2 separate regions of the Zea mays genome follow, and region 1 is linked to region 2. Evidence: chromatin contacts called from public Hi-C data. All regions are on one chromosome and are shown on one strand. Each heading gives the region's core, a stretch centred on a gene start, on an enhancer-like site or on the middle of the called end of the contact. The rest is flanking DNA. Distances are from core to core; before and after follow the strand shown. Region 1 holds the start of LOC103653895 (protein FAM32A-like). Region 2 holds the start of LOC100275060.

Region 1 (5,420 bases), core at 2,744-5,243, 150 kb after region 2:
TGCACCACCGGACAGTCTGGTGATTTATAGCCGTACGCCGCCGTTCAATTCCCGAGAGCGGCCTTTTCACCAGAGCCAGCCTGGCGCACCGGACACTGTCCGGTGCACCACCGGACAGTCCAGTGCACTCAGACTGAGCAGAGTCTTGGCTGCTCGAGCCAAGTCTTTTCCATTTGTCTTTTCTCTGATTCTAGCACTTAGACCAATATGTTAGTACACAAAAACCAATGTAATAAGTCTAGAATCATACCTTTGTATTGATTTGCACTTTATGCACCATTTGGCATAGTTTAACACATAACTGTTTGTGTTGGACACTTAATCACCAAAATACTTAGAAATGGCCCAAGGGCACATTTCCCTTTCAACTAATTAGCTGGGGCAGAAGCTGAGCAACAGGTGGCTGTGAACGACAACAACGACTGCAACAATATTTACCAGCGGTGTGGCAACTTTCTAAATACTACGACGCAGCAAAGATTGAGCTAGGCCCTTGACGTCACTAGGCGCTCACCAACGACCCGAGACGCACATCGTTGAGGGCGGTAGAATTCGTAGATGGTCATCGACGCTGAGGCGGAATACAGAGGCACTCTCCAACCGGCGAGGTGATGTTCTGGCACCTTAGCTGCGATAGGGACCAAAATAGTTGGTCGATAAGCATTACGGTGGTACTACAATGCTGAAACACGCGACGGAACAGAGAACCCCTCACCATGGAACGCTGGCCACGACAGCAGCCCCACGGCGGCGATGGCGAACGTGATGGGGAAGGCAACAACACCTGTACTATTTTTGCGTGATAGCTCGAGCCAAACAGCTCACTAATGCGCAAGCCAGAGGCGAACGCGCGCGGCTAACTGGAGTGGACAGGGAAGGATGGTGCTATGCAAATTTTGCTAGCAAGGATGGTTATGGCTGTTGGCACCGAAAAGCAGAAGAAAGAGTCGACGCCGTCCTGCCAGAGCTTATCCTCACAAGGAACTCTCCAGGACGTTACCACGACACTTGAGGATGACACAACAAAGCAACTGCGTGCCATCATGCAAGGACACGATGATTTCATTCGGTGGCGCCATACAGAAGGCAAGTAGGCAGAGAGGTCATCGGTTGTGGATAAACTCTACACCCTTCTAGGCGTAGATATTTGAAGCACTGGTGTTACCCTCTATTACCATCTCGCCAACACCCATCCATATCTCAACCTTGGTCCGAATCATGACGCAAGAGAGCGACGTTGACGAGCTCTGCCCCTACTCATGCATTAACTACAGAAGTTTTAGTTTTCTGAAACAGAACCGAGCACTAACCGGCTGAACCCCATCTTTGACCCCCTTTAATCTCACGATTTCAAGTGGTGACAAAGATATCACCCCTAACTCAATTTGTTCACCAAACTATCCCCTAACTTTTTCTATAGGGACTGCAGCTCGAAACGTCATGGACAAAGCAAAGGAGAACTCCAAAGTCAGATGAAAAACAATGAACTTCAGCTTCAGTAAACGGAACCTAGTGCTGAAACTCCCAAAGTCTGACAGCACAACTACAAGCAATCTTTCTCCCGGTTCTTAGTAACAACAAGCCAACCTTGGTTCACAAAACATGTTCACAAAGCCAAACTCTACAAGTTTTCTGCAGAAGCCCTAAGTCAAATACTCACAGATCAAGAGTTATAATGCCCCGAAGTTGAGTAAAAACACTAGAATTCAGCTGCAGCTAACTGAACAAGAAACTGAACACACATGCCTGACAAAGAATGTTTGGGCACAGTTTACTCAATTTTTGTGCAACACCAAACAAAACTTTCTTAAGAAGATTTGATCACCATTATATGGTCTTCAACTTTGTTATATCGTTCCTAGACTAAAACATGATGGAATGGTCACAAAAGTGTTCCCAAACTGACACCACACACTGTAAATTCAGTTTTCAGGCAGCTGAATGAAATTCAGTCTCTGCAACTGAAAGTCCATCTTTGGGCAGTCTTCACACCACTTTGTGTGTGGGGTCAAGCCCAACTTACTTAAAGGATATTGTTCTCTAACACATGGTCTTCAAGCTTGCTGCAGAAACTTTGGTTCAAAAGCACCTAGAACAGGCACTACACAGCTCCAAAACTGCACTAAAAATACTGATTTCAGATTTTCAGTTCTGAATAGACTAAGTCACCAACCACCTGACAGTCAAACTTTGAGCAGCTGTTACACCACTTTTTATGTGGGATCATGTCCATTATCCTTTAATAAAGTTGTTCACCATTAGGTGGTATTTAGTTCATTTATAAAAACCTCAGTCCAAAACCTTATAGAACAACCACAAAAGGGCTCCAAACTTGGCACCATACAACAAATTTCAGATTTCAGAACTGAACCAAATGCAGTTAAAGCACTGTCTGTCAGTCCAACCTTGAGCAAGCTTTCTCTCCAACTTTTGTGTAGGATCAAACCAAAGTCACTTAAGGAGACTTATTCACCATCATATGGTATTTAATACCTCTATATATTCTACAGCCCAAAACCTCATGGATTAGGCACAATTGAGCTCCAAAAACAGCTATATATATTGAAATCTCAGTTTCAGTCACTGTTCCAAATCTGAAAACTCAAAAGTCTGTCAACCCCACTTTGGATCACCTCTTCTCCTAGTTGTATATAGTTCCAGGGCTGTCACACTTAATAAAAGTTGTTCTCCTATACGTATCCCACAATTTTTCTATAGTGGTCATTAACCAAAACCTCTTGGATTCCAAACTACAATAGCCCAAAGTTTGCTCCAATTGCTGAAATTCAGACTCCGAATTCTACCAAGTCTGAAATCGAGAAACTCTGTTAGCTCTACTTTGGACCAGTTTTTCTCTAAGTTCCAAATAGTTTTAGAGCTAGATGACTTAACCAAACTTATACTCCTCATGTAGCTCTATGACTTTGTTATAATGATCATCTTCAAAATGGTCCTAGATCAGAAGTTACAAGGGTCCAAATTTGACTAGTTTATATATTTTCAGAAGTTCCAAAATGAACCCAAAACTGAATTTTTGTGAATTACTCCAATTTTCTCTATAAAACTTGGAAATATCCAAATAAGAATTATTCACTATTCCAAGCTCTACAACTTTGGTATATGAACTTTTAACCAATCCTTTCTAGATTTTAAATTCCACCTTTGGGCAAGTTTAGGGCTTATAGATACTCAACCACCCTAAGTGCTTCACCACTTCTAATCCACATATCAAAAGCAAACTTATCCATCCTCCTAAAGCAAAGTTGCTCCTTAATCTCAAATCCAACTTTGGCTTATAGAACTCAGGTCCAAAGTATCCTTGATTTAGGAGTTGTTTGCTTACACTCAATTCCAATAAAGGTTTTCAAGCCTTAGGATTTTGCAGTTAATCCTTCGGTCCAAGTATTTCTTCCACTTGATCTATCTTTGAAAACAAATTTTCTATAGACTCTAGAAATTGCCTTTAGCACTTCAAGACTCAAAGTCAATTTGTTACTTGCTCAAGGGATGACCTGCTCTTGTTTAGCTTAGATCCTTAACTAGGTCCTCTACTCTGTAGTCTGCACACAACATCATCTTATTGTAAAATTTTTGATCTAGTGAATGCATTCTATGTGTAACAAGCAGTTAATGCAAGTGCAGATGATGACATACAAAAATTTTTAGTTATCGTAACACCAGGGGTGTTACATTAACCCTTCTGTTAGATGCACTAGAGCTAATTTTGACTAATTTATAGACATAGCTAAGAATTGGTCTTTATATCTAAAGAAGTCATAAATTGAATCACAATTCTAGGTAAATCCTAGACTATTATGTGATCGTCCTGATGTTTTCTTTTTGGCTATGAGAATAACTTTTTTTTGCTATGTCATAGAGTTCTATAAATTGAAGAGAACTCAAGACTTCTGCAGTTCTGTCACAAATGTGAGTCCACTCTTGTTTTTTCTTGCATAATTTATTTCATAATCTTTTCGTAGATCGGTACCTGCTAATAGCTGCTTAGCAGTTCAGTTGCTTCTCTAGAAAAAAAACTGAAATCAGATAAAGTAGAAGTTGTTTTTCACCGATCATTAGCTTCTTAGATAAGATCTATGCGAAACATGCAACTCTCAAGGCACAAACTGATAATCGTGCCCTGCGTCCCAGCCCTTTTAAGCCGCCGGCGGCCGGCAGCGTCTTCCTCTCCTCCTCCGCCCGCGGAGGCACAACGCACTAGCGCAGTGCGCAGAGGGGAGACGCGAACGCAAACGCGAGCGGCAGTCCCACGAAGGCGCGGAGCGAGCGAGCGACGGCCGCCGGCGCCGCGGCGGAGAAGCGAGCAACTCCGTGCCTGTGCGTCTGTGCGAGCAGAGAGCGGCGGCGGAGCGGAGAAGACGGAACGCTCGCGGCCTAAATCACGCTGCCAAATCTTTTTGATTCCAACTAACCCAATCATCTAATCGCACCTCCTACCGAACCCCTGCCATGGCATGCCACGTACGCGACCTGGCCACCCAATCTGTGGCCTGTGGCCTGTGGCTGTGGGCAGTAAGACGACAGGCATAAGTTTTGACTGTATTGTAGTTGTAGCCTTGTAGGCTTGCCGGCTGCGGCTGCTCAGCTCTACGTTGTTCCGGAACCTTCTGCTTCGCCCGCCGTCACGCGACCGCGAGCACCACCGCTAGCATAAACCGGCGACGAACCCAAAAGTCAGGCATCACTGCGAGCCAAGTATAGCAAGGCGCGGAAAGGCGTCGAGTGGAGTGGCTGCGGTGCCTGCCCGTCTATCTTCGGGGAGCGTCTGGGGTTGCCGGCGGGGAGGCCATGGACCGGGGTCGAAGCGAGAGCGGCCTGCGGTCGCACGGGTCCGGCAAGGTCTCCTCTCGGCCGGGGTCGGGGTCGCTTGTGTTCCCGGAGGAGCAACGGTGCAGGCACGACGAGTTTGGCGACCGCCGCAGCATGACAGATGCGACGGCTCCGCAAGGCGGCACGGCTGCGCCGACGTCAGCGCACAGCACCGCAGCCCGCACGAGAGAACCTGCCCTTGCACGGGAGCACCGCGCGAGGATGGGCCTCGGACAAATACTGTTCCCCACAACCACAAGACTGAACTGCACCAAAACGTGGAGCTCGGACACGGACTCTGGACTCGGACACGGACTCTGGACTCGGACACGAACACGGACACCGCGTGGAACAGGAGCTCGGACCCGGACTCGGACACGAACACGGACACCGCGTGGAACAGGAGCTCGGACACGGACTCTGGACGCTTCAATCCCGTGTGACTAGGTACTATATATTTAGCGTGTAATCCCTTCAGTTCGTAGTCTCTCTACAACGTCTGCAGTTCCGTCTCTCGTGTTTAACGGCAGTCTCTCTATAACTTTACTAGATTTCTTTGTTACAGCAAGATGTTGGAATACCAAAACGTCGTT
Region 2 (5,585 bases), core at 2,012-4,511:
GGACAAGGGATCACGACTATGAGATGATGTGTCCTGTAATCTACTTCTATGTTGTTGAGTATCACCTTCCACGTAGGGTTAGGGTTGCACGCTAGTTTAGTAAGAGACATGAGTGGCCGGTCGAGCCATTCTCCATGTCGGTGGACTAGCACAAGTAAGTGTCCTACAACTCAATGATTAATTAAAGTGTCCTACATTTTCCTACTAATCCTAAGAACAAGTATTCGTGACATGGAGGTTTGATCCTCAACGCTGGAAGAGTGATATACAGTTCAAGACCCAGCACCATAACTATGTTAAACAATGGGAAAAAGGAAGACAACATGGACAAGAACGAGGAGACACACACCAACAACAACTTTTATCAATACCTAGCTTGGTACCATGCTACGACATGGTGCAAGCTAAGTCAATGGACACAATATGACTATGTTGACTTTGAGTCCTTAGATAAAGAAAACATGTCGTACAACCAATCTACTCATCTAGGAACATAGGTCAAGGCAACATCGATCATAGACAAGGTAATGTACAATCTCGTTGCTTACTTCTAATGGCCATACCACTACATATAAACTCTTATCACTTATTTTTCATGTTTCAAGGGCAACACCCTCAAGCAATCTATGGAGCGCATTAAATGTTTATGTAGGACAATCGATGGTGTGAGGATGCTTACCTTCTTACCAGTAAGATATGATGGTGCTACTCACAAAATTAGTACCTATAATCTTTGTATCTGATTGTATAACAAATTCTCGAATGATATAAGCTAAAAAATCATCAACGCCAAGCGGCATTGTGGTTGCAGGACAAGCACAGGGGATGGACATACATGTGTCATCCACACAACTTGTTGGTATAATTTTGTCACCATGAAGTTGTAGGGACCATAACACAGAGCTTGTTCCAAACAAGAATCGACACTTCTCTAGCCTAGGGCATGACAACTAGGATAAGGACGAGGTGGAGCAGACTTACCATGAGATTGGGTCGTCTTAGCTTATAAATAGTCCTATGACTCAACCATCATAGCCTCGAGCATGAAGACGACGCACATTAAGCCCTTACACTCTAGACACTGATGCTGTTAGCAACGTCAATGATAATCTAGGAAGTAGCGATGGAATCTAGTTATAGAGTATTTTAAACTGTTGATTGTTTGTACATTGTATACTATGTTAACTTGTGGACTTTGTTGTATGAATGTTATGGACTTTGTGCGTTTTGTTCCTATGGATCAATGTCTGGACTTTGACTATGGTTTTGGACTATGAATGTTATGGAACGCGAGCCGAAGTCGTCTCCTCACGAAAGGACGACCAATGTCTTTCTCCTAGCATCCACATTGGATTTTTTTCCATTTAATTGCTGCTTACGTGACTGTTTAGAGACGATGTATTCAATGTCGTTGAGTATGATTGTGTGTCGTCGCAACGTACGTATATTATTGCACTAGTATTTATATATTATTATGGAGGAATAACCCTCTGCTATTCGCTTCGGATTAAAACCGACTGTTTAGACTGCTACAACTAATAAAGAGATAATAAAACCACTGTATAAAAAGTAGGAAACAATACGGATTAAAACCGAGCCGAGCGAAAGCTGGCCGTTGAACGCACACCCGGTATGTAGGACCAGGCTGTGCTTCAACATGTTTGCATCGCCCGAGAGCCTGTAAAGGCTATATACTGGCTCTGACGATCTGCCGGTCTTTCGTTTCTCTCGCGGTCTCGCCTCCGCCCCTCCTGTGCTGTGCATATGTGCAGTGCTTCACAGTTTACCTTGTCTCGCCCGTACTCCATTTCTGCGAGAGAGAAAACCTCACCTTTACATCGTCCGGGGCTCCGGGCGATGAGCAGCAGCGTCAATCCACTGCACATTGTGGCTCCAGCTAAGGAATCAAGGCGAGCACTAATGAAAAACTCGCATCCGATCGACTCGGCACTGAAGCTGATTGGACGCTGGCAAATGATGATACACACCACAGGCGGACCCAGTAGGCCATGGCGCTCACTAATCGCCACCCTTCCGATCCGATCATGCATAAGCCACAACTGTAACCCTCTCGTGTACACAGATCTTATCGTACTACTGTACACTTCAAGAGGAATCTTGTGGCCTGGCAACCATTTGGCCATTTCTCGCACCCTGCAGCAGCCAGCGCGGCGCACGGGGCACCTGCTGCTTGATCAGTATTCACTGCCACATACACATGGAGCAGGACAACAACTTGACGGCAAAGAAAGAGACTTGACACGCTGCCATGCATGGTTCCTTTTCCCAGTTCATTGTCCTTTTCTTTAATCTATGGGGTTTTTTGTTTAGGATTATAATATATTCAGATTATATAATCTAATTTATTTTTGAACTATTATACAAACAAATAGGCCCATAATCTCAGAAACGGGGGGAGGCCGGGGGGTTGGTAATTTTCTGAATCGATCGATCGGTCCAAGTAGTGGCAAATGCCAGATTGAAACAAGTGACATTTCAAATTTGTGATGCAACCATCGGACGCTCATTTTGGCCCAATCGATCGGCACGTCGCGAACGCGACCCAAGGAAGAAGAGCCCGAAAATTTGGGGAAAGCTAGCTAGCTAGCTATATACAAGCAGAATGTAGCTAGAATACAGAGTACTACACAAACGTACGTACGCACGCACGCCTAGCTCTAGCTAAAAGCACTCCTCCGGGATGCACTGCAGCGCCGGCGACCAGCGGCCCCGGCGCCTTCCGGCAGCAGCCACCGCGTCGGCCGCAGCAGCCTGCTGCTTCCTGGCGTGCTGGCGGCGCTTCAGCACGCTGACGAGCTGCTCCAGCGCCGGCGGCAGCCCGGCGAAGGCGCCGCCGCTCCCGGCGGCGGCGACGGCCGCCGCCACCTGCTTGAGCTGCTGCTTGCTGAGCACGATCTTGACGCGCATCGCGCCCTCGGCGGCGACGCTCTCCCCCGTGGAACGCTCGATGGCCGTGGCCGTCTCGGTGTCCAGCTGCAGCCGCGGGCACCTCACCAGCCTCCGCCCGTCCCTCCTGCACGTAGCCGGCGCGGCAGCAGCCTCCAGCTCCATGGATCGCCCGTCTATCCTTCGATCTGGTAACGCCAGTAGGCAGTAGTAGCTAGAGAACAAGTGAACAACGGAGGAATATTATGTAACAACACTGTCACTTGTGCGTGTCCAAGCTAGGGTTTTTATGTAGAGAGAAGAGGAGCTTACGAGCGAGACAGCTCAGAGGTGTTTGTCTATGTAACTAAAAAAAATATTGGAAAGGGACGCAGCAGGTGGAACCTTTTCCATTTTCCACAGTTCGATCGGTTGTTTAAATACTGCGGATATACAGATGTACTAACGGTACTTGCAGCCTGTCAAACGCTACGATGCATGCGCAGTCAGCGGGCCCCACGCGTCACATGTCACTGAAGAATTCCTGAGGACCGGCACCACTGCGTCATTGCAGGTCTGATCTGGATTTCTCATCGGCTTAGTTCTTGTCCGGTTATTTCTATTTCAAATGTATTGGATAAGATTAGAAAATTTTAGAAAGAGTTTTAACTTACTATGAATTTAAATTTATCCAATCTGACATCTAACCACGTGATTGGTTACCAGGGTGCTGGACGCCCGCATCGCGCCGGCCTGGCCCGCTGGAAACGCGGAGGAAATGCGTTTCCACGCATGCAGGCGAGTGAGCACAAAAAATACTACACTGCATGAGCGGGTACATGTTGTCCTCCTGCTCTGCAGCCAACCAAACATATGCCAAAGCACGGTCAACGGGATGAGGCCAGCCTAGGCGCAGTAGTCTGAGCAACCAATCACGTGGTAAATGAACTGTTTGGCTGCAAGAACTAAAAAATAATGGAGGGATTCACGTCAAGATTAAAAAATACTCCCTCCATTATCTTTCTTAGAAGAATCTCACACTTGATCCAAACTATTAAAAAAATATAAAGATTCATAATATTAAATCATTATATTATTAAAAAAATACAAATAGTAAAGAATCTAATGGTGTTTATTTGGTATTATCAATATTATTATTTGTTTTGTTATACATGTCGGCGTTTCGGACCCGCGAGGTCCGTCAACCGACTAGTGAATTTGTTGCTGCGTGCCCCTGCCCAGATGGGTTGATGCAAGATGGAACACAAGCAGGGGAATGAAGCTTATATTATCTTGCACCGGGGTGCTCGTAGTAGGGGTTACAAGCATCGCGAGAGAGAGAGAGAGAGTCTCTGCATGCATCCGTCTCTGTCTCAACGTCAACGTATTGCGTCAACGTGTCTCCCCGTCTGTCCTCGTGCGAACCTGCCTTAGGAAGGCTCTAGACATCCCCTTTTATAGATACAAGGAGATGTCCAGCTGTATAATGGGGGTGTAGCTAAGTGCTAGCGTGGCTGGCGGAGAAGCGCCTTGAGCCCTGTACACGAGCTAACGTGGCCGTCGGAGAAGTGCCTTGAGCCCTGTAGAAGCACAGGTGGCGGTGCGGCATGGATCCTGCTGACGTTGTCTTGCTTCCGTAGGGAGCTGAGAACCCTTGACGTCAGGGATGCACGCGGGGAACCATCATTACCTGCTATCGGAGTAGTTTGATGTGAATCCGGTCTTGTTCCTTCGTAGCAAAGGATGGCTAGCTAGCGGTAGGGTAATGATGCATCCCCTGTAGCGTAGTCGGTCCGAGGCCGAGGTCGGGCGAGGCGGAGACTTCTCCTGAGGCCGAGTTTTGAGGTCGAGCGTGGATGTGACTCCTCCCGAGGCCGAGGCTGAGGCCGAGGCCCTAGGTCGGGTGAGACGGGGACCTTCCCCCAAGGCCGAGGCCTGGGGTCGGGCGAGGCAGAGACCTTCCTCGAGGCCGGGGCTGAGGCCGAGGCCTGGGTCGGGCGAGGCGGAGCTCGATGTCGCGCCCGAGGCCGAACTTAGGAGAGGTCACGACTTACTGTTGCTAGTCTTACCCTGGTGGTTGGCACATTAGCCGGAGCGGGGTCGAACAGTCCTGTTTTCCTGTCAGAACAGTCAGTGAAAGGGCGAAGTGACTGCGGTCACTTCAACCTTGCCGACTAAGGCACGCGTGTCAGGATAAGGTGTCAGGCGATCCCCGCATTAAATGCGCATGCGATACGGTCGGTTGGTAAGGCGATTTGGCCAAGGTCGCTGCACGACAAAGTTCGCCCCAAGCTGGGCTTTGGGCGAGCCGAGGGTGCGCTCACTGCCTGAGGAGGCCCTCGGGCGAGGCGTGAATCCCCCCGGGACTACTGTTCCCGCCCGAGGCCGAGGCTGGGCTCGGATGAGGTTGCGTCCCTTGATAGACGAGGCCCTAACTTGACCCGCGCTTCATAAGCTGTTTATGGTTTGTTCTGAAGATGTTTTCCGACCGTGCTTAGGAGTATTGGGGGTACCTTGTTGGAACTTGCTCTCTGCTGCAAGTGGGCCAACGGGGGTGAACAATGGCGACAATAGGGTTACGTGCACGGGGGCAATAGCTCTGTTGATCTAGCCTCTCACGGGCACTGTGCGGGGGTATTTATAGGTGTCTGAGTGCCCAGCGTCTTGTGTTAAGGACGCATGTGCCCTCAGACGCCTAG

The links. A called contact is a pair of places that touch in the nucleus more often than the background predicts.
Region 1: a contact with region 2 is called in a Hi-C map of tassel, with 3 times the contacts expected there. The contact joins the promoter of LOC103653895 here to the promoter of LOC100275060 in region 2. A contact is called at or near these places in 6 of 25 Hi-C or Micro-C datasets (bundle sheath, ear, endosperm and 2 more).

Annotation. Positions count from the first base shown.
Region 1 is chr4:159,376,207-159,381,626 of Zm-B73-REFERENCE-NAM-5.0, forward strand. It overlaps LOC103653895 (protein FAM32A-like), which reads left to right and starts at 3,994. Exons shown (of 2, transcript XM_008680704.4): 1 at 3,994-5,274; 2 at 5,393-5,420. The coding sequence starts at 5,397.
Region 2 is chr4:159,226,991-159,232,575 of Zm-B73-REFERENCE-NAM-5.0, forward strand. LOC100275060 reads right to left here and starts at 3,262. Exons shown (of 2, transcript NM_001363922.1): 1 at 3,220-3,262; 2 at 2,475-3,121. The coding sequence starts at 3,072. The coding sequence ends at 2,683.